Regions from separate parts of the Sus scrofa genome. Here region 2 is linked to region 1. Evidence: chromatin contacts called from public HiChIP or PLAC-seq data. All regions are on one chromosome and are shown on one strand. Each heading gives the region's core, a stretch centred on a gene start, on an enhancer-like site or on the middle of the called end of the contact. The rest is flanking DNA. Distances are from core to core; before and after follow the strand shown. Region 1 has its middle 65 kb from the start of SPRY4. Region 2 has its middle 160 kb from the start of FGF1.

Evidence for each region. HiChIP or PLAC-seq counts read pairs in DNA pulled down with a chosen protein or histone mark.
Region 2: an H3K27ac HiChIP or PLAC-seq map of skeletal muscle shows a contact between it and region 1, with 10 times the contacts expected there. The contact joins two enhancer-like sites. A contact is called at or near these places in 1 of 47 Hi-C or Micro-C datasets (retroperitoneal adipose tissue) and 1 of 2 datasets of contacts at active chromatin or transcription factors (skeletal muscle).

The regions. Positions count from the first base shown.
Region 1 is chr2:143,824,138-143,829,174 of Sscrofa11.1, forward strand. No RefSeq gene overlaps it. Among named protein-coding and RNA genes, the nearest start is that of SPRY4, 65 kb to the right of the region's middle. Within about 2 kb of position 2,149, at least 40 of the 83 cell types and tissues checked have an H3K27ac peak or open chromatin away from gene starts, as enhancers often do. A contact at or near this core is called in retroperitoneal adipose tissue and skeletal muscle, where this site is marked.
Region 2 is chr2:144,083,730-144,088,766 of Sscrofa11.1, forward strand. No RefSeq gene overlaps it. Among named protein-coding and RNA genes, the nearest start is that of FGF1, 160 kb to the right of the region's middle. Within about 2 kb of position 2,617, at least 11 of the 83 cell types and tissues checked have an H3K27ac peak or open chromatin away from gene starts, as enhancers often do. A contact at or near this core is called in retroperitoneal adipose tissue and skeletal muscle, where this site is marked.

The sequences.
Region 1 (5,037 bases), core at 899-3,398:
TTATTTTTATTTATTTATTTATTTATTTTTGTATTTTTGCCATTTCTTGGGCTGCTCCTGTGGCATATGGAGGTTCCCAGGCTAGGGGTCAAATTGGAGCTGTAGCTGCCGGCCTGTGCCATAGCCACAGCAATGCGAGATCTGAGTCGCGTCTGCAACCTACACCACAGGTCACAGCAATGCCAGATCCTTAACACACTGAGCCAGGCCAGGGATCGAACCTGCAACCTCATGGTTCCTCGTCGGATTCGTTAACCACTGACCCACGACGGAAACCCCACCTTGGGGGTTTTGGACTTCAATATAGGAATTTTGAGGGAACACAGTTCAGCCCATATCACCCTCCCATTTTCCATTAGAAGAAATTGAGGCTCCTCTAAGGTAGATGATTCCCCCCAGTGCACAGTGGGAATTGAGAGCTGAGCTTAGACCAGAGACAGTGCAATTCTGGCTACAAACCAGCTGCTCTAATGATCAGGTGGTCCAGTGAGGTCCAGAACTTGCCATGGACCTCCTGGCCTCTGCTCAGAAACCCACACTCCACCTGTTCCCGGAAATGGGTGGGCAGCTCCAGGAGCATCATGGAAGCACTGCAGACGGAGACATCAGTGTAGGTTTGGGGCGTTTTTTTTCCAAGGGGCTTTGTGAGCTGGAGCACAAGAGCTGAGCTGACCCCAGGGGGTAACGGCAATTTGTGCACATGGGACGGGGGACACTCCCAGGCCCTGGGGGGCACAGAAGTTCTGCTTTTGCTGGGCAGGGGAGCCTCAAGGTAGCACACTTTTGGGTTGGCTGCCGCAGACCACACTTACCAAGTTCTTGCCCTGTGCCAGCTGTGCTAAGTGCTTTATAAAGCTACATTATGGTGGAGTTCCTGTCATGGCTCAGCAGTTAAGAAACCCCACTAGTATCCATGAGGACTTGGGTTCAATCCCTGGCCTCGCTCAGTGGGTAAGGATCCGGCATTGCTGTGAGCTGTGGTGTAGGCCACAGATGCGGCTCAGATCCCGAGTCTCTGTGGCTGGGGTGTAGGTCAGCAGCTACAGCTCCAGTTGGACCCCTAGCCTGGGAACCTCCATATGGCGCGGGGTGGACCTAAAAAGACAAATAAATAAATAAAGGAGAAGCAAAACCTGTAAAATAAAATAAAGCTACATTATGGGACCGCCATGACTGCCTAGAGAGACAGGACCTCAAGTGAGCTCCCAGTGTGACACAGCTCGGAAGTGGTAGAGCCAGGACAGACCCTGGGGGTGGGCTGGAGCTGGGGGGTTCTCCTGCCTGGGGCCTCCCATCCCTCCCTTTAAGCTCCCTTTTTCTCTGAAGCAAGAGAACAGCCTCTTGGGGCTGCTGCTGGACTGGCCAGGCCTCTTCTGCCCGTCTGCTCGGCCTTGAGTGCTTCTCATCTCCAGGAGGAAAAATAGGGAAGGGAAATGGATGGTCTCCAAGCCCCGTCGTCGAGGAGCCAAGGGATCACACAGGGTGGGGGCGGGGGAAGGTCCCAGGCTCTCTTTTCCCAAGTTGAGGAGCGGAAGCCTTGACAGCGAAGGGGATTTGTGGAAATTCCTCTGCGCATTGTTACCAAGCAAAGGAACTGTTTGAGAGCTGAGCTCTCCGTTTCTGCCCTAGGGAGCCAGGGCCAGTTTCCGCCTCTGAAACTTGTTTGTGGGAAACGGACGGGGCCGTTTGAGGTTCTCCGTGGGGGGGGGGCCTCCAAAGAGCAGGGCCCCCCCATCCTTCTCTCCCAGAGGTGAAGGGGGCAGAGTGTCCAGCGAGCCAGACAAAACAGCGCCGGAATCCGTGCCTCCTCTTTTCCTTCCACTTTGGAGCAGATGGCTCAGAGCCGAGGCAAATGAACAGAAACATTTTTTTCCAGGCCTGCTGGTATTTGTTTCTGGCACAATCCGCACAAGCAGATTAGAGAAATGGTTGCATTTTTCAGACTGTGTTCACCCTCTAGACTGGCCCTGAAGATGCTCCAGACGTGTGTGTGTGTGTGCATGTGAGTGTGTGTGTGCATGTGTTTGAGTGTGTCTGTGCGTGTGTGTGGTGTGAGTGTGTGTGTGGCCCCTCCACAGCCAGTCCACTCTAAGGGGATGCCCAGGCTGACATCTCTGGCCAGGCTGCCAGGCCCTGCCAGCTGGTAGATCAACTCCCAGCCTCTTGGGCAGGTGGTAACTGACGCACCAGGGAGGCGGCACATGCGTCTGTACCCGTGTCGCCGATGGAGCAGCCCCTCGCGAGTCCAGCTTCTCCTGTGCGTGTCAGATGGCTGCCTGCTCCTGGCATCGGCTTCCTTGGGCTCCGCTCCTGGATGCCCGAGGGCCCTGGGGGAGCTCCCACAGGACCCTGGAGGAAGGAGGAGAGCGGGGCTCCTCCTGGAAAGTCTCTCTGGGAGCCGGACACGGAGGGCCGGGCCAGGCTGCTCCACCTCGACCCGCCAGGAAAAGCCCTCCCAGAGGTGGCCTTTGAGGGGCGACAGAAACCTGGCGGGGGCGGGGGAGGAGGAGCAGGAGGGCCCCCAGGCCTACTCCACCCCCCAGACTCGCTGTCGGAAGCAGAGCAGATCACACCCTGTCTGTCAGTGGTACTTCAACAAACCTTAACAGCAAAGGGATGAAGAACCTGCCCAACGCTGAGAAAAAAAAGAAAATGACGGGCCAGCTAAGCTTGGTGGAACCAACCCAGAGGGAGCAGCCAGCCTCTCAGAGAACCTGTGCCCACGAACCAGCTGAGCAGGAGGTCATTTGCCTGCTCCTCTCCTTCCCTCCCCTGCCCCTCCCCTCCCCCTTCCCCTTCCCCTCCCTCCCCCCGCCCCCCCCCCACCTCCCCTCCCCTCCCCTCCTTCCTTCCTTCCCCTCCCCCCTCCTCCCTTCCCCTCCCCTCCTCCTTCTCCCCCTCCCTGCCCCCTCCCTCCCTCCCCCTCCTTCCTCCCCTCCCCCTCCCTTCCTTTTCTCTTTCCCTCCTCTCCCCTCCTCAGGCTTCTGTCTGTCTTCTTTCCTCCACTCTGGACACCCAGCACCCCTCTCCCTCCCCCTCCCCTCCCTCGGTATATGCGGCCCAGTGTCAGCACCCGTGTTGAGGATGCGACACGCCTCAGCCCAGGAGGACCCAGGGATTACAAGGCCTCTTGCCCCGGGTTCAGAGCTCTGAGGGAGCCTCCAGCATATGGCCTTGAACCTGTCCTGTCTCAGCCTCCAATTCCTTCCTTGGCCCGCGGCAGACGGAGGAGGAGAAAGCCCAAGAGAAACGGCATTTGGGGTCATGTGTCAGGCTGCATATTCTGTTCGGGAGAATTATGATTTCAGAGTTAACGGAGAAAAAGTCTTTAATGGTTTACATCCATCAGACTTCCGGGCAGGGAACTGTTTCCCAAGGTGTTAAAATATGAATTTTTCAGAGTCAACATTCCTAAGGCCCAAATACACTTGCGGCCTGTGGAAACTTCACGCACAATGATAGGTTGTTAGGAGCTAAATCGTACCAAGCAGTTAGTTGTAAGAGGGCATTTTATGTTTTATTTTTATTTCCATGCGCGGTTTATTTTTGCTCTGACATTTTATTATAATTTCTTCCTACAGTAGGTGAAGTGCTTGGGAAGTTAATTTAAACCAGCCTGACTTTCTGTGTGTTTTTTAATATTTATTTAAGCTTTTATTGAGCTTGTCAGGCAAGTCAGCGTGCAAAAATGCAGCCGAAAACCCCGTTTTCCTTCTGTGGTGCCTGCCTATTAATACGAGGTGGTGACAACAAGATTCGCGCACACTTCAAATGGGGGATTATTCTGGGTTTTCAAGGAAATTTGAGCCACCTGTTTCAGAGACCTCTCGGTGACTTGGGGGGATGCTGGAGGCTCTCTCCCCACTCAGCTGTCACTCAGAGTTCCAGCTCCTCTGGGGAGGGGGGGCCCTCTGACCTGGCCAGGCTCTGCGGGGACAATTTGCATCCCTGGTTGGAGGCTTAGGCTCGCGTTGTCCTCCCAGCTTGTGGCTTGGCCTCGGTCTGCGCCTGAAGGGCAGCTACCATCTATCTGCCCGCGGGGAACTTTCCAGATCCTCAGCAGGCTGGCTTCCCCTGGGTTGGGGCTGCGGGTCTGGAGCTGTTTATCATGGATGGCAGACTGGCATGGGCTCACCTTGAGGAATCGGATTGTGACAGAGGCTTGTGTTGGGAAGCCACGCTACCCACTGAATTTGGCTGAAGGGAAAACTAGAAATCAACATTTTCCAGCAGGCTGGGAAGCAGCTGGGTCTTTCTGGAGGCCAAGCCTCTCGAGTCGAACCGTCTTGCGGTGGTGAGAGGCAGAAAGGTGGTGGTAGCGGGGTCACAGCCTGATCCTGCCCGGGCCGGGGGCCCTTTGAGCACCACGGGTCTGATGCAGCCCCATCATTCGATGGGTGGGCAGCCAGGGCCCGGGCGCGGATCTGAAGGAGGTACCATGGGCATCTAACCTCAGTGTGTTTATAGCAAAATCAGGACAAGTCTGCCAGGCTAGGTTTCCTTCTGTTCCTTCGCTTCCTGTTGGTGCCGTTAGGACAACGCTGTGATTTCTGAAATCCTGTGGGCTGTCATACTTGGTCTCATCTCTCCCCTAGATGGCTTTGGTCTGCTGTTGACCTTAGAGGCATCTGCAAACTCCAGGTCGGGTCCATTCCCCTCTTCCGAGGGGCCATGTTGATCTCTCAGATGCTGGCTTTGGGGTCAGTGTCATGAATAAGAGCGCCAGAAGAATTCGCTTTGACTTTGAGGAAGGGCCAGGTTCTTCACAAGTTGCGTTGGCTAAGTTCAGGTCCTGCCCCATGGCCTCCTTGAAGGAGGGCTCTGTGCCTACGGCCCCTGCAGAGGGGGCAGCTCATTCTGCCCCATATGACTCTGCCCCCTGGTCATGGATATGGAGCCAGGGGTGGGGCCCTCCCCGAGGGGAGGGGACAGTCCCAGGCTGACCAGGAATCTCCAAGAATCAGACTTGAATAAATGATCTGGGCCCATCAGAATCCTCCGTGTGTGTCATAACCGGAAACGCAGAGACGGGGCCCA
Region 2 (5,037 bases), core at 1,367-3,866, 260 kb after region 1:
GGAGATATGGGTGATGGTTACACAGCCTTAGGAATACGGGAAAAATGAACTGGACTCTTGGAAAGAGCGAATTTGATGATAAGTGGATTCCGTCTCAGTTAAAGCTAAAAAGGACATCGATTGGGGTCATCGGGGAAGTTTACATATGAGTTGCATGATATTTTTTCAGTTTTAAATTTCTTAGATGTGGTCGTGGTATCGTGGCTCCATCGGAGTGTCTTCTACCTCGTAGGAAATATGTAGAGATGTATTTCAGTGTGAGATACTGTCTGTTGCATACCAGAAGGGGGTGACAGACCCCTGAGAGTTGGGACAAGGAATTAGGGACATGGCAGCACAGCACTCCCTCCGTAGTGGACTCTCCATGGAGAGAGCCTCCCTTCAGAACTTCTCCTGGTCCCACTGGCATCAGAGACAGACAGTCAGGCTGTGTTCCAGAAACTCATTCTGTGCCTGGGTTTCTTCGGTGGCGTGGGCATCGTGACCGTGTTTGCTGCCTCAATTGCACTGTTAGGGGTCTTGAGATCTTCAGCGAGAAAGTGTTGACTGTTATCGGTGAACTCAAAGGGCCATGAGATGCAAGCGGTTTGAGGATGAAGCCCTAAGGACCCGAAGGAGAAAGGGCTGAGCAGGAGCACCTGTAGGAGGGAAGGCAAACGGTCCAAGCTGGCAACCCAGGTTTGGCCATTGTTGGGATAACAGGAGGGGAGGTGAGCCAATGACCCAGCCCCATTTGCAGACTCTGCGTAATACTAAGAGTGATCCTTGAGTGCTTCCGTCCTCGGGTCCCATCTGCTCCTGGCTGGTGGTTAGAAAAGTCCCGTAATTTTCCCACCTACTCCTGTTACCCTTTGAACCAAGGAATCACTGTTGTCTGCTGTTTCTTTTGGGGGTCTTTGTTCTATTATTTTCCCCTCAAGGATGCTAGGAGAGCATCTGGGAGAGCTGTACTAACTAGTGTTTGCTTTTGGACCAAGATCGGGGTGGTGGTGGTGGTGGGGAGCCTCTCAATTTGGAGGTGGGGTCAGAGGTGGGGAAGTGGCTCAGGGGCAGTGGCAACACAAGGAAGGTTTTGTGAGGCCAGCCAGCAAGGGTGGGCAAGTCTGGATTTCTGGGTCACCCCTGACCACTTGGGCTTGCTGTTTTTAAAACAGACGTGCTTCATCCTTCCCAGAGCAGGGGCCAATGATGGGAACTCAAGATGCGAAGTCGCAGGCGGTTAAATTAAGCTGCAAGAGCTCAACGCCTGAAAAATATTGACTGTTTCTTTTTTTAAGCTAATATTCCAAATTTCTTAGGAAAGTCAACTTAGACATCCAGGACACAGGAAACGAGGCAAGAGGCCGTAGCCAGCTGCCTCAGAGGACCTGGGACACTTTCTTAATAACTTCCAGATGGTTCCACAGAAATTGTTAACATCTTGGGAAAAAAAAAAAAATCAGCTGCAGGAGAAATGAGATTCAAGTGGTTGAGGAAGCACAGCCCAGGGCAGGGTCCCCAGGGACCAGAGTGGATCTGAAATAGAAACCTTTGCCTGGGGGTTACTGCTTCCTATGGCAAGGCCCAAGGGGAGTGGGTGAAGTCCAGGGTTTTAGTAGAGATTTTGCGTTGGCAAGGGAGCCCCAACCAAACTGAATTGCTGCTGATGGTAATCCATGGATTAACCCGTGTTTGCAAACTTTTTACCTTAGTATTTTTTCTTTGTTTCTGAGAGAATAATTTACCTCCCAAGTATATCTGTTAGGCTGATAAGGCCCAGGGCTTAGAGCCTCTGAGGTTTTGAGGGCCTGAGGCAGAATATAACCCTGAAAAAATATTCTGTATACAGTATTTTTGTAATTGTGATATATATATATATGAGCAATAGATAACTTACTACATTTTATAATACATACATATGTATTTTTCGGCATATGGCAAGAAACCCACAAAATTTAAATCAGTACACGTCTAATTACATGCCTGCAATAGCTAGCTAGCATCATGGCGCCTCAGTCAGTTCTTAGACTGAGTGCTTATTAGAAATTTGATTTCACTGGAAGACTGTATGTTACGTTTTTGTATTTCCCAAGCATGGTCCAGACTTCAAGTCCTTGGATGCATGTAGTTCTTGAAGTGAAATTTGGAAATCCTTGCATGATTTTACAAGCATCTTTGATAGGGGATGTGTATTGTGTCTGTTTACATCGAGTGGGGAAGAGAGTGCAGCCCTGGGTTGAAGAGCTGAGGGTGGAGGAGGGCCGTGAACGCAGCCCTCCTTGCTGAAGAGGTGCGTGCTTCCTCTGCCTCCTCTCCATCGCCTTCCCCCAAGGAAGAGGAAACGGCTTGTTTGTGGAATGTAAGTGTTTGCACGCAAATCGAATCACTTCTTTGGAAACAAAAGTAGGGGAGAGGGAGCCGCAGATTCAGGGCTCAGTTGAGCCACCTCCCTGCATCCTGCCCCTTACCTGGGTTGCCCTAAGCCCACCAGGGGCACCTCCTGCCTCCCATCCTGTCTGAGGGTCCCCCCCTCCTTTGTACATTAGTTCCTTTGTCTGCCCATGACACTAGGAGCTGAGAGCTGGAGAGGCTGTGGAGGGCGAGTTGGTTGGCTTGCTTTGCAGTTCCTGTAGCCTAAAGCGTGTGGGAGTGGGGATTGAGCAGTAAGAACATCCACACCCTGGAACTGTTGGTCTGAAATGCCTAGGGTATTTAGTATAAAATCTGTGTGTAACTGCAAAAACAAACAGACAAAACCCAAGCACCTACTACAGGAATCAGAATTTTTGCAGCAGGCAACATTACCAAAGACCCGCAAAGAGAGCCCCAAACATGGTTCTGGGGCCCTAACCAGGTAAAGTCATTAGATGGCGTTATCCCTTTCCTTTGGGATTTAACATTTAAGCTTCGGCTTCTTGGGATTCAGCCCGAGGAGCCCCAGGAGAATATGCAGTGACTCCTTCCTTCCTCCCCAAACTGAAAGCCGGGCTATTACAATTCCAAATGGACGCAGAGTCCTGCCAAGTTCATAGGAAACTGGAATGACAGCGTAGGTTCCCACCGCTAGGAGTAGCAGAAGCTGAAGGCTCAGAGAATAAGTAACATCTCCCTTGTGATTCCCAAATGCGTCTATTTTTACTTTAAGGGGTTCTGGGTTTTCATTCAGTTTTGTGAACTGAGGAATCCATTTGGGATTTTCACCAGCTCTATTAAAATGAAAGCATGCAGCTCCTCCGCAGTGTACTGAAGCATCTTCCGTGATAGGTCAGAAAGAACTGCAGAGTTTGCTTTTGAAGATGGGCGAAGCATTGTCAACTGAACTTCAGTAGATACATTCTAGACTCATGGCAGAGTACAGGATCAGTTGCTAAATCCATATCCAAGAGATGTTGGCTTTGACATGGTATGATTGATCATTGAAACAAAGTCATAAAGTTGCTGCTCTGAGGGAGGTCCCTGGTAGCTCAGCAGGTTAAGGACCTGGTGTTGTCACTGCTGTGGCATGGGTTCGATCTCTGGCCTGGGAACTTCCACGTGCCACAGGGGAGGCCATTAATTAATTAATTAATATAGTTGCTGCTCTGAGATGGACGACTTGTGTTTATATGTATGAAATGTATGGATATTTCTAAGTATAGGATTTTTTGTGGGGCAGGAGGCTAGGAAGGAAACTCATAAGTAAAACAGGTATCTTTTTGCTGGTAATGTTGAGAAAGATTTCTTTAAATATGTGTTATTAATCATTCTTTGAAACAAGCTTATTGGCTCATGGATGGTATTCTTTCTTTCCAGCTTCTTCGGCTGGAATCTCTGCCTCCATGTCCCCTCTGTAGTGTATGCTCCGCAAGGCAGGGAGCTTAGCTATCTTGACTCTATATTCCAGAACCAGACTAGGGCTCCCACATAGTAGGAGCTCAATAAATGTCCCCCCCTCCCCCCTGCTTCTGCCAACAAATGGAAACCTTCCTTTTCCTTGGCTCTTTTAAAAGTTCCTGGTAGAAAAAACAAAAAGGTTAATTGTGAAAAAGGACACAACACGTTTTGCTAGGTGACTGAGTTTTCTGTGGCACTTGTAGCTGTTTGACCTCATGCCACACATGAGCTAGGCGGTGGCCACATCCTGCGTTTCTCAGGTATTTGCCTGCTCTGTACCAAGCTCTGCTCCAGGGAGAAAACATCCTGTCTTCATGGAACTTAGGCTTCAGGGAGGAGAGACAGACAGTGAAAATAAATGCATAGTGGAGTTCTCTTGCGTCACAGCTGCTTAAGGGTCCAGCGTTGTTGCTCCAGTGCCCCCACCCCCCAGCCTGGGAACTTGCACTTGTTGCAGGTGCAGCTCCCAAAAATGTATAAAAAATAAAGACCTATTCTGTCCAGTGGGGATACATATTATGAAGAAAATAAAGTAGGGGCAAGGGGGTAGTCGGGGAAGGTGTCTGGCCAGGGCTGTTCAATGGTGCCTTTTAGGACGTGAAGGAGCAGATGGCTGGAGGAAGAGCAGTGCCGGTGGCATTGGGCGCTTGCCTCGCTTGTGGAGCTGGGGAGCGGGGAGGGGCTGGAGCACAGCTAGGGAATAGGTGCAGGAGGTGGGAGCTGGAAGAGGAAGCCTTGGAGACGGGCATGCATGTGAAGTTTTACTGCACGAGAAGCAGGGAAGCCCCCGGAGGATCTAGAACCAAGGAGGCTGAAGAACCTGACTTGGCTTATATGTTACAAGGTGGATAGATTGGGAGCAAAGAGAGCAGCCAGTTCAGAGGCTCCATAGTAATGCAGGTGGGCAGGACGTTCTCCTGGACCAGTGGGAGTGGTGCACAGGGGTCAGGGGTCAGTAGGGTTGGCTGATGGTTTGGAGATGGGTGGGAGAGGGAGTTTTCAGACTGAGCAGCTGGCAGAATACCCTCGTCATGTAGTGAGATGGAGCAGACTGGGTGATGCCTGAGGTTTGGGAAGAACTCGAGAGTCCACGTGGGGTTGTGTCTTCGGTGTCAGTGGCTTGGTAGAATCTGTAAGGCACAGGTCCAGGTGGCAGGGGGTGGAATCCTAGCTTGACACACTTGC